2 separate regions of the Ovis aries genome follow, and region 1 is linked to region 2. The links are chromatin contacts, called in public Hi-C maps. All regions are on one chromosome and are shown on one strand. The core of a region is the stretch at or near the end of the contact, and the rest is flanking DNA. Distances in the headings are between cores, read along the strand shown. Region 1 has its middle 16 kb from the start of FCAMR. Region 2 holds the start of FCMR (Fc mu receptor).

The links. A called contact is a pair of places that touch in the nucleus more often than the background predicts.
Region 1: a contact with region 2 is called in a Hi-C map of mixed tissues, with 2.5 times the contacts expected there. The contact joins the enhancer-like site here to the promoter of FCMR in region 2. A contact is called at or near these places in 2 of 16 Hi-C or Micro-C datasets (liver and mixed tissues).

What each region holds. Positions count from the first base shown.
Region 1 is chr12:4,591,007-4,597,096 of ARS-UI_Ramb_v3.0, reverse strand. No RefSeq gene overlaps it. Among named protein-coding and RNA genes, the nearest start is that of FCAMR, 16 kb to the right of the region's middle. Within about 2 kb of position 1,731, at least 4 of the 54 cell types and tissues checked have an H3K27ac peak or open chromatin away from gene starts, as enhancers often do.
Region 2 is chr12:4,525,834-4,532,176 of ARS-UI_Ramb_v3.0, reverse strand. It overlaps FCMR (Fc mu receptor), which reads left to right and starts at 3,618. Exons shown (of 6, transcript XM_060396016.1): 1 at 3,618-3,749. The coding sequence starts at 3,713.

The DNA of each region.
Region 1 (6,090 bases), core at 482-2,981, 67 kb before region 2:
AAGTTCTAGCCAGATCAATTGGGTAAAAAAAGGAAATAAAAGACATCTAAATTGGAAAGGAAGAAGTAAAATCGTCACTATTTATGACCAGGACATGGAAGCAACCTAGATGTCCATCAGCAGACGAATAGATAAGAAAGGTGTGGTACATATACACAATGGAGCATTACTCAGCCATTAAAAAGAATACATTTGAATCAGTTCTAATGAGGTGGATGAAACTGGAGCCGATTATACAGAGTGAAGTAAGTCAGAAAGAAAAACACCAATACAGTATACTAACACATATATATGGAATTTAGAAAGATGGTAACGATAACCCTGTATGCGAGACAGCAAAAGAGACACAGATGTGTAGAATGGACTTTTGGACTCTGTGGGAGAGGGCGAGGGTAGGATGATTTGGGAGAATGGCACTGAAGCATATATAATATCATATATGAAACGAATCACCAGTCCAGGTTTGATGCATGATACAGGATGCTCGGGGCTGGTGCACTGGGATGACCCAGAGGGATGGTATGGGGAGGAAGGTGGGAGGGGGGTTCAGGATGGGGAACACATGTACACCCGTGGCGGCTTCATGTCAATGTATGGCAAAACCAATACAATATTGTAAAGTAATTAGCCTCCAATTGAAATAAATACATTTATATTAAAAAAGAAAACCCTAAAGACACTCAGAAGTTGTTAGAAATAATAACAAATAAATTTGTAGGATACAAAAATCTGTTGCATTTCTATATGTTAAGGATGAGCTTACAGAAAGAACAATTGAGAAAGAAATCTCATTTACAACTACAACAAAAGAATAAAATACCTAGGAATAAATTTAACCAAAGAAGTGAACGACTATAAAACACTGATGAAAGAAGTTGAAGAAGACACAGATAAATGAAAAGATTGGAAGAATTAACATTGTCAAGATGCCCGTATAACCTATGCCCGGTCTTGCCTGCAGCATACAAACTCTCAGCTGCGGCATGTGAGATCTAGTTCCCTGACCAGGGACTGAACCTGGAGCTTGGCATCTTAGCCACTGGACCGCCAGGGAAATCCCTAAAATGTATCTTTAAAGTCAGAACTAAACCTTAAATGTGCTTGGGGCATTTTAGATCCATAGGCAATGTAGAAAGACATCTATCTTCCCCTCCTCCCTGCCCCTCTTTTAATAGGTGTAGTTGGGATTTCCTTATACTTTGTGTCAGAGGGTCTCAAGACCCTTTCATGTATTACTAACCTTGATTGAAGTGGAGGATGGCCAGCATGGGTAGTTGTAGGAAGCTTCTTGCTGGGAGTAGACAGAGGGGAGTAGCACAATTTGAAACGCTGCCTCTGAAGAACCCCAGATCGTCCTCTTTTTCCCTCACATTCCCTGTCCCAGTTTGCCTGGCACAGTTCCAATTTACACCTGCTGTTCCTGCACTAAGATTAAAAGCCCCCTTCCACTTTAAAAAGTGTCCTCATCTGAGTAACGGGACCTCCCCCGTGGCTCAGCGGTCAAGAATCCACCTGCAGTGCAGGAGATGCGGGAGACACGGGTTCGATGCTTTGGGAGGAAAGATCCCTTGGAGGAGGCAATGGCAACCCACCGCAGTATTCTTGCCTGAAAAATACCATGGATAGAGGAGCCTGGCGGGCTGCAGTCCATGGGGTCACAGAGAGGGCATACAGGCTCAGGATCTTAGTAATAAAGGACGTGGTCACCCTCGCCGTGAAGCCTTGCGGCCACAAGGTGGCAACATCTGTTCATCGCTGAAAAAGCACTGCAGCTGGTGGGCAATCCCAGTGTCGCGACAGAAAGCAGCCCCTTCCTTAACCCAGGAGAAGGGTGGAAATACAGCACCAGACCAACGAAATGAGGGTAACTTAGAATTCAGGGACTTGTGAGAGGGTCATCTTGTCCACCCTCCAGACCTGAGAGCGATGAGAGAGGCTGTCCCCGGGATAGGGATTCTCTTCGCCCTTTGTTCAAGCATTTCCTGGGTAATACCAGGGAAGGGTCCTCTCCACCAGCAGTTTCTGAGATCCTGACCTACAAAGACACTAGTCCTTGCTCTGAAGGTGCACACTGCTTAGATGTGTTCAACGTGCCTGTTTGGTTTTCCCAACAATCCTTTCATTGTTAGCTCTCTTTTTATTCTTCCTGTTTTCAGGCTGAATTCTTTCCTCTGAAAGGATAGGCTGAAGTTCTAACCCCCAGGACCTCTTGAAATTAAGGTCAATAAAGAAGCAATTAGCTAAAATGAGGCTGTACAGAGTACAGCAGACCCTTAATCCAATATGACTGGTGTCCATATAAGAAAAGAAGAGGAACGGACTGGAGTGATGCTGACGCGGGTCACGGGACACCTGGGGTGGAACAGGGAAGGATAAATCACTTCCTGGAGGCTTCAGAGCGGTCATGGCCCCGCCAACACCTTGATTTTGCACTTCTAACCTCTGTAACTATGAGAGAAAACATTTTTGTTTCTCCAGCCACTCAGCTTGTGATATCTTACAACAGCCCTAGAAAATTTTTATTCACTCACTGATCCCAATGATTAGCATCGGTTGCTGCATAACCATACTACCGTACAGTTAGCGGATAAAACAGCTCACATTTATTTTCTCATGGTTTCCTTGAGTCAAGAGCCCCAGCAGGGGTTAGCTGAGATCTCTGCAAGACTACAATCAAGGCATCAGCCAAGGCTGCGTTCTCATCTGAGAGCTCAGTTGAGGAAGAATCCACTTCCACTTGCCTGATTATTGGTACAATTCAGGTCCTTGAGGGTGCTGGACTGACAGCCTCCGTTTCTTGTTGGTTCAGGCCAAGTGAAAGTGTTAGCCTCTTGCTCGGGTCCAACTCTCTGCGACCCCATGGACTATAGCTTTCCAGTCTCCTCTGTCCATGGAATTCTCCAGGCAAGAATACTGGACTGGGTAGCCATTCCCTTCTCCAGGGGATCTTCCTGATCCAGGGATCAGACCTGGATCTTCTGCATTTTGCAGGCAGATTCTTTACCATTTGAGCCAAGGCTACCCTCATTTCCTTGCCCCAATGCCCTTTCCTCACAGCAGCTCACAATAGGGCAACTGCCTCAGCAAAGCCCACAAAGAAAAAAGTCTCCTTACAATCGTATGCATCTTAATCATAAAAGTGACCTCTCACTACCTATGCTCTTGGTTTAGGTAAGTCACAGACTACACTCACATTTGAGGAAAAATCATGAGCACCAGGAGGCAGGGATCTGGAAGCCACCATCCAGATCTGGATTTTAGGCTATGGACAACAAATTACTTGGAGATGAAATTTCCAGGCCAAACATCCAGGGGTGTGAGTTCCTATAGCCCTCCCTTGCCCCTACCTTCCCACAGTTCAGTTAAGTCATTCATTCGTGTCCGACTCTTTGTGACCCCATGGACTGCAGCACAACACACTTTTCTGTCCATCACCAACTCCCAGAGCTTGCTCAAACTCATGTCCATTGAGTTGGTGATACCATCCAACCATCTCATCCTCTGTCGGCCCCTTCTCTTCCTGCCCCCAATCCCTCCCAGCTTCAGGGTCTTTTCCAATGAGTCATTTCTTCACATCAGGTGGCCAAAGTATTGGAGTTTTAGCCTCAGCATCAGTCCTTCCAATGAATTTTCAGGACTTATTTCCTTTAGGATGGATTGGTTGGATCACCTTGCAGTCCAAGGGACTCTCAAGAGTCTTCTTCAACACCACAGTTCAAAAGCATCAATTCTTCAGCACTTAGCCTTCTTTATAGTCCAACTCTCACATCCATACATGACTACTGGAAAAACCATAGCTTTGAGTAGATGGACTTTGTTGGCAAAGTAATGTCTCTGCTTTTTAATATGCTGTCTAGGTTGGTCATAGCTTTTCTTCCAAGGAGCAAGTGTCTTTTAATTTCATGGCTTCAGTCACCATCTGAAGTGATTTTGGAGCCCAAGAAAATTAAAGTCTGTCACTGTTTCCATTGTTTCCCCATCTATTTCCCATGAAGTGATGGGACCGGATGCCATGATCTTCATTTTCTGAATGTTGAGTTTTAAGCCAGCTTTTTCACTCTCCCCTTTCACTTTCATCAAGAGGCTCTTTAGTTCCTCTTCACTTTCTGCCATAAGGGTGGTGTTATCTGCATATCTGAGGATTTTGATATTTCTCCCGGCAATCTTGATTCCAGCTTGTGTTCCTCCAGCTCAGCATTTCTCATGATGCACTCTGCATAGAAGTTAAATAAGCAGGGTGGCAATATACAGCCTTGGCATACTCCTTTCCCTATTTGGAACCAGTCTGTTGTTCCATCTCCGGTTCTAACTGTTACTTCTTGACCTGCATACAGATTTCTCAGGAGGCAGGTCAGGTGGTCTGGTATTCCCATCTCTTTAAGAGATGTGGGATACCTTCCCACATATCCAAACAATAAAATGATTTTTCCCTCCCCATTCCCAAATTGAAAGCAACTTCTTACTGGTCTGTGGGGTGACTCCCTTCCCACACTTTCCGCTTCCTCTCTGCTGCCACTTGAACATGTCATAGGAGGCCCTTAAATTCTGGGACGGGGCAGAGATTGAAAGCTGAAAACAGTCTGATCCGAGGCAAAGAGAGGCTGTGTTCTCCCTGAGCCCAGTGGGTACTATCCTCTTTCAGGGATGAATGAGCCCTGCTCACCCTCACTCACTTCTGCCTTGCCTCCTGCTGGGCACGGGGTCAGTCCCACTTTAGGGAGGGACAGCATGCTCTCAATGGTCCATGACTTTGCGCTTTCCCGCACTCCTTTGCCGTTAGACAGGGCCATGTGACCGGTGCAGGCCCTGCATGTTTGGTGTGACACTCTTGTGTGAAGAAATTTAAGTCCAGTGTGTCTCCTCCATCCCTTTCTCCCCGGAATCAGCAAGCTTGGAGGCCTAGTGCTGAGAGGGTGATGCCAAAGATGGAGGGAGCTTGGGTCCTGACAGGTGGTTCTCCTTGCCGGAAAGCCCCTGCTAACCCACAGTGGGTATCACTTGACTGAGAAGTGAGATTCATTGCATTAAGCCACTTGGGTTTTGAAATTTGTCTATTACATCAGCTTGGCGATAAGTACCCTTCCTGATCACCTCCATCTGGACCTCTTTATCAGCCTCAGGCAAAACGGTATAAAGAGAAGCTTAGCCAGTGATTCTGAAACCTCCAGAACTGGCACTGGGCTTGACGGATCTGCCAGGGCCACATGGATGGCAACACTGACAACTCACTCTGTTCTATGCCACTTACAAGCTACGTGACTTTGGGCAAATTACATAATCCCTGTGCCTCTGTTTCCACACCTGTAAAATAGGCTCTACTCTTAAGGCTCTGGGAAAGAGTAAATAAACATGCAAAGCAAGGGAGCTGCTCCAGGCTCATCATCTATTTTACTGGCAGGGCACCAGGGTGCTACTCACTTTAACCTTATCCTCAACCTGCCAGCACAGGTCCCTGGGGGTGTCTCCTCGGCCTAGGAAAAGGACCGGGCCTCCCATCTCCAAAACAAGTCCTCACTTAAATTTTTTCTTCCTTCCCCAGCTCCCTCTCTCTCAGGCTATTACATTCCTTTCCTTGACACTAGAAGGTTCTTCATGACGAGCATCATCCAAATCTCCAGTTCAGATTCTCACAGTCCAGTTGCGAACAGTCAGGGACCAGACTTGACCCTGGAGCACATCACTTTAAGCAAGAAGATGGACTTCTCATTCATCAGAGGGGCCAGCCAGCCTACGCGCTGCTAGTATATAACTACAGGTGTTACAATCGTGTAACATCAGCGCAACCCCATGTGACTCCTCACTGCCATCCCAAACTCATCACCTTTGGTTTTATCAGAATTTCCTAATAGGCTTTCATTTTCCCAAATGTTTACTCTCCAATACATTTTCTAAAATACATTTCTATGTATTACTTTAGTTTGCTTTTAGGCCACCCCACACAGCTTGTGGGATCTTAGTTCCCTGACCATCAGTAGAACCCAGACCCCTGAAGTGAAAGCACTGTGTTCTAACCACTGGCCGCCAGAGACTTCCCCCCAGTACATTTTGTCCTCTCCTCCACCCGGCTTGAAAGACCATTACCTGCAGGGC
Region 2 (6,343 bases), core at 2,369-4,868:
ACACACACACCACACACAACCATGCACTCACACACAACCACACTCACAACCACACGTTACTCACTTTCACACTCACAACCACACACACAGCCATATACTACACACTCACACTCACAGCCAGTCACCCATGCACTCTCACACTCACAACCACACGCTACTCACTTTCACACTCACAACCACACATACACACACACACCACACAGCCATATACTACACACTCACACTCACGACCACACACTCACAACCACATACCACACACAATCACAAACCACTCACAACCACACACTCACAACCATACACTACTCACTTTCACACTCACAACCACACACCCACGACCACACACTCACAACCACACGCTACTCACTTTCACACTCACAACCACACACACATACTCACACCACACACAGCCATATACTGCACACTCACACTCACAACCATACGTTCACAACCACACACCACACACAATCACACACACACACCACACACAGCCATATACTGTGAGCCATACACTCACACTCACGACCACACACTCACCACACACTACTCACTTTCACACTCACAACCACACACACACACCACACACAACCACGCACTCACACACTCACGACCACACACTCACAACCACACACTACTCACTTTCACACTCACAACCACACATACACACGCACCACACACAGCCATATACTGCACACTCACACTCACAACCATGCACTCACAACCACACACCACACACAATCACATACCACACACAACCACACACTCACAGCCACAACCACACACCACACACAATCACAAACCACACACAACCACACACATTCACAACCACAAACTCACGACCACATGCTACTCACTTTCACACTCACAACCACACACACACACACACACACACCACAAAGCCATATACTACACACTCACACTCACAACCACACATGCATACACACATACCACACACAACTATATACTACACAGTCACACTCACAACCATACACCACACACAACCACATACCATACACAACCACACACTCACACATTCACAGTCACATACTCACAACCATATACCATACATAATCACATACCACACACAACCACACACTCACACATTCACAACCCCACACTGCTCACTTTCACACTCACAACCACACATACACACAACCACACACTCACACACAGCCACAACCACACACCACAAACAATCACAAACCACACACAACCACATACCACACATGCAAACACTCAGAGCCACTCACTCACAACCACACATCACACACAATCACATACCACACACAACCACACACACACATTCACAACGACAAACTTACAACCACACACTACTCACTTTCACACTCACAACCACACATACATACACACATACCACACACAACCATATACTACACAGTCACACTCACAACCATACACCAAACATAATCACATACCACACACAACTACATACCACATACCACCACACACAACTACATGCCACACACTCACACAACCATACACCACACATAATTGCATATCCCACACAACCACATACCACCCACTCACACATTCACAACCACACACCACACATAATCACATACCACATACAACACAACACACACTCACAACTACACACCACACATTCACAACCGCACATCACACACACACATGCACACACTAGCATCACACGTAATCACTCCGGTATCACTCTTTGCTGTCACCCAGGCACATATCCCCGTCTCACACCGCTCATGCGCATGCGTCACCCGCCTCAGGGCCACGCCCACAGTCTCCCACACACACTTCATTCATTCACTTATTCCCTCCCTCCAAGCTGTCCCAGGCCTCGAGCCCAGCACAGGGCAGAGCCCAGCTGTGCAGCAGCCACGTGGTTGGGAGGAGGCCTCCAAGGAGGGAGGCTGACAGGGCGGCCTGGACAATCTCCCGCTCTAACCCGAGCCTCGCGGCTGCCCTCCACAGTTTGGTCAAGGGTGGTTGGAGGAAATCACACGAGCAGCTGCCCGGGGATGCGGGGGCGCAGAACCCTGCCGCCCACACTTCCTTTGCACCTGTTGCGAGTCTCACACTCCACTTCCACTGCGGACGCTGTTGTTTGTGTTCTGATGAGCCTGTGACAGACCTGAGGTGTGGGGGCCGGGGGGGTCTGGAGGAACCTCCCAGAAAGGCTTGGGGACAATCTGAGTCCCCTGGGGGCCCAGGAGGTCGCCACACCTGGAGGTGGGGACCCTGGGAACTGAGCTACGGACAGCCTCCAGGGATGAAGCCAAGGAACCCTCTGACCAGAGCCCTTCCAGGTCTCGCATGAGGGGCTCTAAAGACACCCGCACGGCCATGGCTTCTGCAGGGCCTCAGGGACTCCGGGGAAGAGGGGAAGCTGGGCACCACCCCCACTTCATCCACAACAGGACCGGGGCCCAGGCTAGGAAGCCCCAAGCCAGGACCTTCTGACTGGAGCTTCTGACAGCCCAGGCTTCTGACTGGAGCCCGAAGTTCCTCCCAGAATGCCTCGCAGCTGACAGCCTGAGCACCTGGACCCCTGGGCGCAACCTCGGTGCATCCGGGTCCTGAGGGACTGCTCTGCCAGGCGGCTCTGACACTAGGTGGGCTCGCTGCGTGACCTGTCTGCAGGAGAGCAAGCCAGGGGTCATCCAGCCCCACCTTCACTTTCTAGATAAAGAAATGGAGGCTCAAAGGAAGGCAGTGAGTTGCTCAAAATCCACATTTAATATTCCTCTATAGTAGGTCTCCCAAAAGAAAGAAAGAAAAGTGTAAGAAAGTGAAGTTGCTCATTCGTGTCTGACTCTTTGTGACCCTGTGGACTGTAGCCTACCAGGCTCCTCCATCCATGGATTTTTCCAGGCAAGAGTACTGGAGTGGGTTGCCATTTCCTTCTCCAGGGGATCTTCCCGACCCAGGGATCGAACCCAGGTCTCCCACATTGCAGGCTTTACCTTCTGAGCCACCAGGTCTCCTAAAGTGAAGTGAAGTCACTCAGTCATGTCCGACTCTCTGCGACCCCATGGACTGTAGCCTACCAAGCTCCTCAGTCCATGGAATTTCCCAGGCAAGAATACTGGAGTGGGTTGCCATTTCCTTCTCCAGGGGATCTTCCCAACCCAGGGATCGAACCCAGGTCTCCTGTACTGCAGGGAGACGCTTTACCGTCTGAGCCATCGGGGGGACAGGTCTCCCAAAGCATTTATCAATGCGTTCAAGGGCTACAACCAGCACCTTCTGACTTCAGACCCAGGCTTCTGTCCCTACAGCTGTCCTCAGAGGGAGAGAATTGGCAAGAAGTCTCTTTCATGCTGAAGACAGGCATAAAGCAAATAACTCTGGCTCACATAAACCCCACAAAGCATATGAGGACCCTCCAAGGCATAGAAATATGAGGGCTGTTTGTTTCTAGCAGTCTTTATTAATAGAAGCTGCCTCGAGGCACTTTGAACCCTGGGGACCCATTCTCACCCAACATAGCATGTTTTCTCAGTTCCTGACTTCCTCTGCGGTTTGCTGGTATCTTCTTTTTCCGTCTAAAACTGGTAAGCAAACAAGATAGGTTGTCATTTCCTCATTTCCAAGCCCCACTCCTCGTGGGGGCCCAGAAATCTCTTTTAAGCATCAGACGGCACAGGGCGGCGCCTGGGTGAGCAGCGGGCCTCTGTCCCCCTCTTCGGAGGCCCTTGGATGGGACCTTGCTCTGGAAGGAGCCATGGACCTGTGGCTTTGGGCGCTTTACTTCCTTCCAGGTAAGTGCTCTGGAGAAACACCTTGGACGCCGTTCGAGGACTGAATTGGTCACGTGTAGGGGAGTAGCTGGGTTTCTCTGGCTCAGAAGCGTCTAGATGAATTTAGTTGTAAACCAGTACCTGGGGCAGGATAAGGGTGGGTTAATGGGGAGAGGTGGGTAAAAAGCTATTTTGGCATTTTGCAGCTTGCCTCCTTGCCCGCTAAGGTGTTGACTCTCAAGGCTGAAGGTGTCCCCTCTCCCAGGTGTCAGCCTGTTAATCTGGCTGTTAAAAGCCTCCAGCATTCTCTCTTCTTACCTCTCCTTTCTTTCTTTGGTTCCCTTCTCTCCTGAATTTTCAAAGTTCCAATCGAAGACTCCCTGGCCCATTTGGTAGGTCTGCTTCCCCAGGTAGCTCAAACGGTAAAGAATCTGCCTGCAATACGGGAGATCCAAGTTCCATCCCTGGGTCAGGAAGATCCCCTGGAGAAGGAAATGGCAGCTCACTCCAGTGTTCTCGCCTGGAGAATCCCGTGGACAGAGAAGCCTGATGGGCTGCAGTCCATGGGGTCACAAAGAGTCGGACACGACTGAGTGGCCAACAAACACTTTCAATTCATTTCCAGAGTTTCATACCTTGATTTACAGCCATCTCTCGGGCACCCCCACTTGCACACCTCATCAAGATCAAAAATACAACCGGCCTGACACCAAGCCTTCGTATTTCTCACTGGTCATCACCTAAATCAGCTCTGTCTTCACTATCTGTGATATCAGCTGCAAAATGCCAAAATAGCTTTTTACGCACCTCTCCCCATTAACCCCCAACCAGACTTTGACCCAACTGATGGCCAATTCATGTAGTTTCTAGATTCACACTTACCAGGATAGGAAGAAATGGCAGCCTCTGCTAGAGACAGAACAGAGGAGTGAAAAGGAACCCAGGAGCAGCTTTTAACTACCTCCCTATTTTCCACAAGCTGACAGCCTGTGGCTCCACATCCACCTCACTTCTTCTTGCCTCTGAGCTCAACATCATCCTTCCCAAAGACCTTCCATGCCTCCTACTACCAACTGAACCAAACTCCTGAAATACCAACTCCTTCCTTGGCCTCCGCTTTTACAAGCTGAGCTTATCATTCTCCGCAGGACTTTCCTAACCTCCAGCCAGCACACGTGTGCTGGACTTCCCTGAACGTGTGCTGGACTTCCCTGCCACCACGGCCTTGCTCCTGCTGTTCCTTCTGCCAGGAACACCCTTCCCCTCACCTCCACCACCGATGCAGCCCTTCAAGCCCATCTCGACCTCCACCTCCTTCTCTACACTTTCCAGAGCCCCTCCTTTGGAACCTCAATATTTTATTGATTGGTGGTAATTTTCTTGGGGGTCAGAGTAGTTGTTTATTCATACTTGCTTTCTTTGTGATGGCTGGAGTTTTGAAGAAAGGCAAATGTTTGAGTCAAATGTTGGAAGTCCCTGAAAGCCCAAAGGAATGAAGTTTTAATGAAATAGACTCTGTGACAGGTAGTAGGACATGGGTGAGCACAGTGGATGGTTAACCAAACTTAGGCCTGAGAGGGAAGAGGGTTTGGGTGGATGTGGGAGATGTCTGGAAGTGAAGGGCACCCGAATTGCAGTGCAGCAGTCTGTCCAGAGCAATATGACTCTTCTAGCCAGAAGGGCCCTTACTCTGGGCTTTGTCCTTCTCCACTGGTGCCAGTCCCCATGGGGTGAGGAGTTCAAGACCCAAAAGGACATGCTTACCCCAAGCCCACATCCACACCGCCTCTGCTAGACCTCAAATTCCCTGTCCAAATGACTCTTAATCCACCGTTGACGACTCTGCAACACTACCCTGGGTCTTCTATCCTAGACTTATGTCTTGGCCTGTAAAATGGCTACAGGTGGATGTTTGGGAAGGAGATGGGGTTTATACATGCAAGCTGGGTCATTCACCAAGTATATTCTAGGACTGTTGTGGAGTTGGCAGGAGCTAGGGATGAGAACTGAAGGGAGAGGGGCCAGAAGCTGGAGGCAGAAAACTTGAGGCCATTTTCCCCTGCACAGCATGTGTGAGAATGGACATCCAAGGAGGGCATAAATTTGTCAAGATGTTGGAGAGTCCCAGGGACAGAGGAGCCTGGCGGGCAACAGTCCATGGGGTTGCAAACAGTCAGACACGATTGAACAACTTAACAACAACAACAGTTTACTAGCTTGGTGATTAACTTTAAACTATTCAGACTATGATATTTAGGCCTTATTTGTATTCCTGCCCCAGGTCCTGCAAATTTAGGGGTGGCCCTAGTCCCAGAACCCATCGCATGAGGCACAAACTACAGGCCACATCACTTGGGGCCCCAGGTGGAGGTCCACAGTAAAGCAACACAGTAGGATAGGATGTAGGCTTTCAAGCTGTTTTTACCTTGACCTGTAATAGTAAGAATGCACACACTTGATGCTGTGACATAGTACACAAACACACACCTAAAACTTACCTTAATTCTTTAATATGAGAACGACTCTGGGGCTTCAGCACTTGGATGGATGTTGACGATTTTTTCGGAGATAGGAAGAGCTTGTACAGGAACAGGTTTTGGAGGAGGAATCAAGAG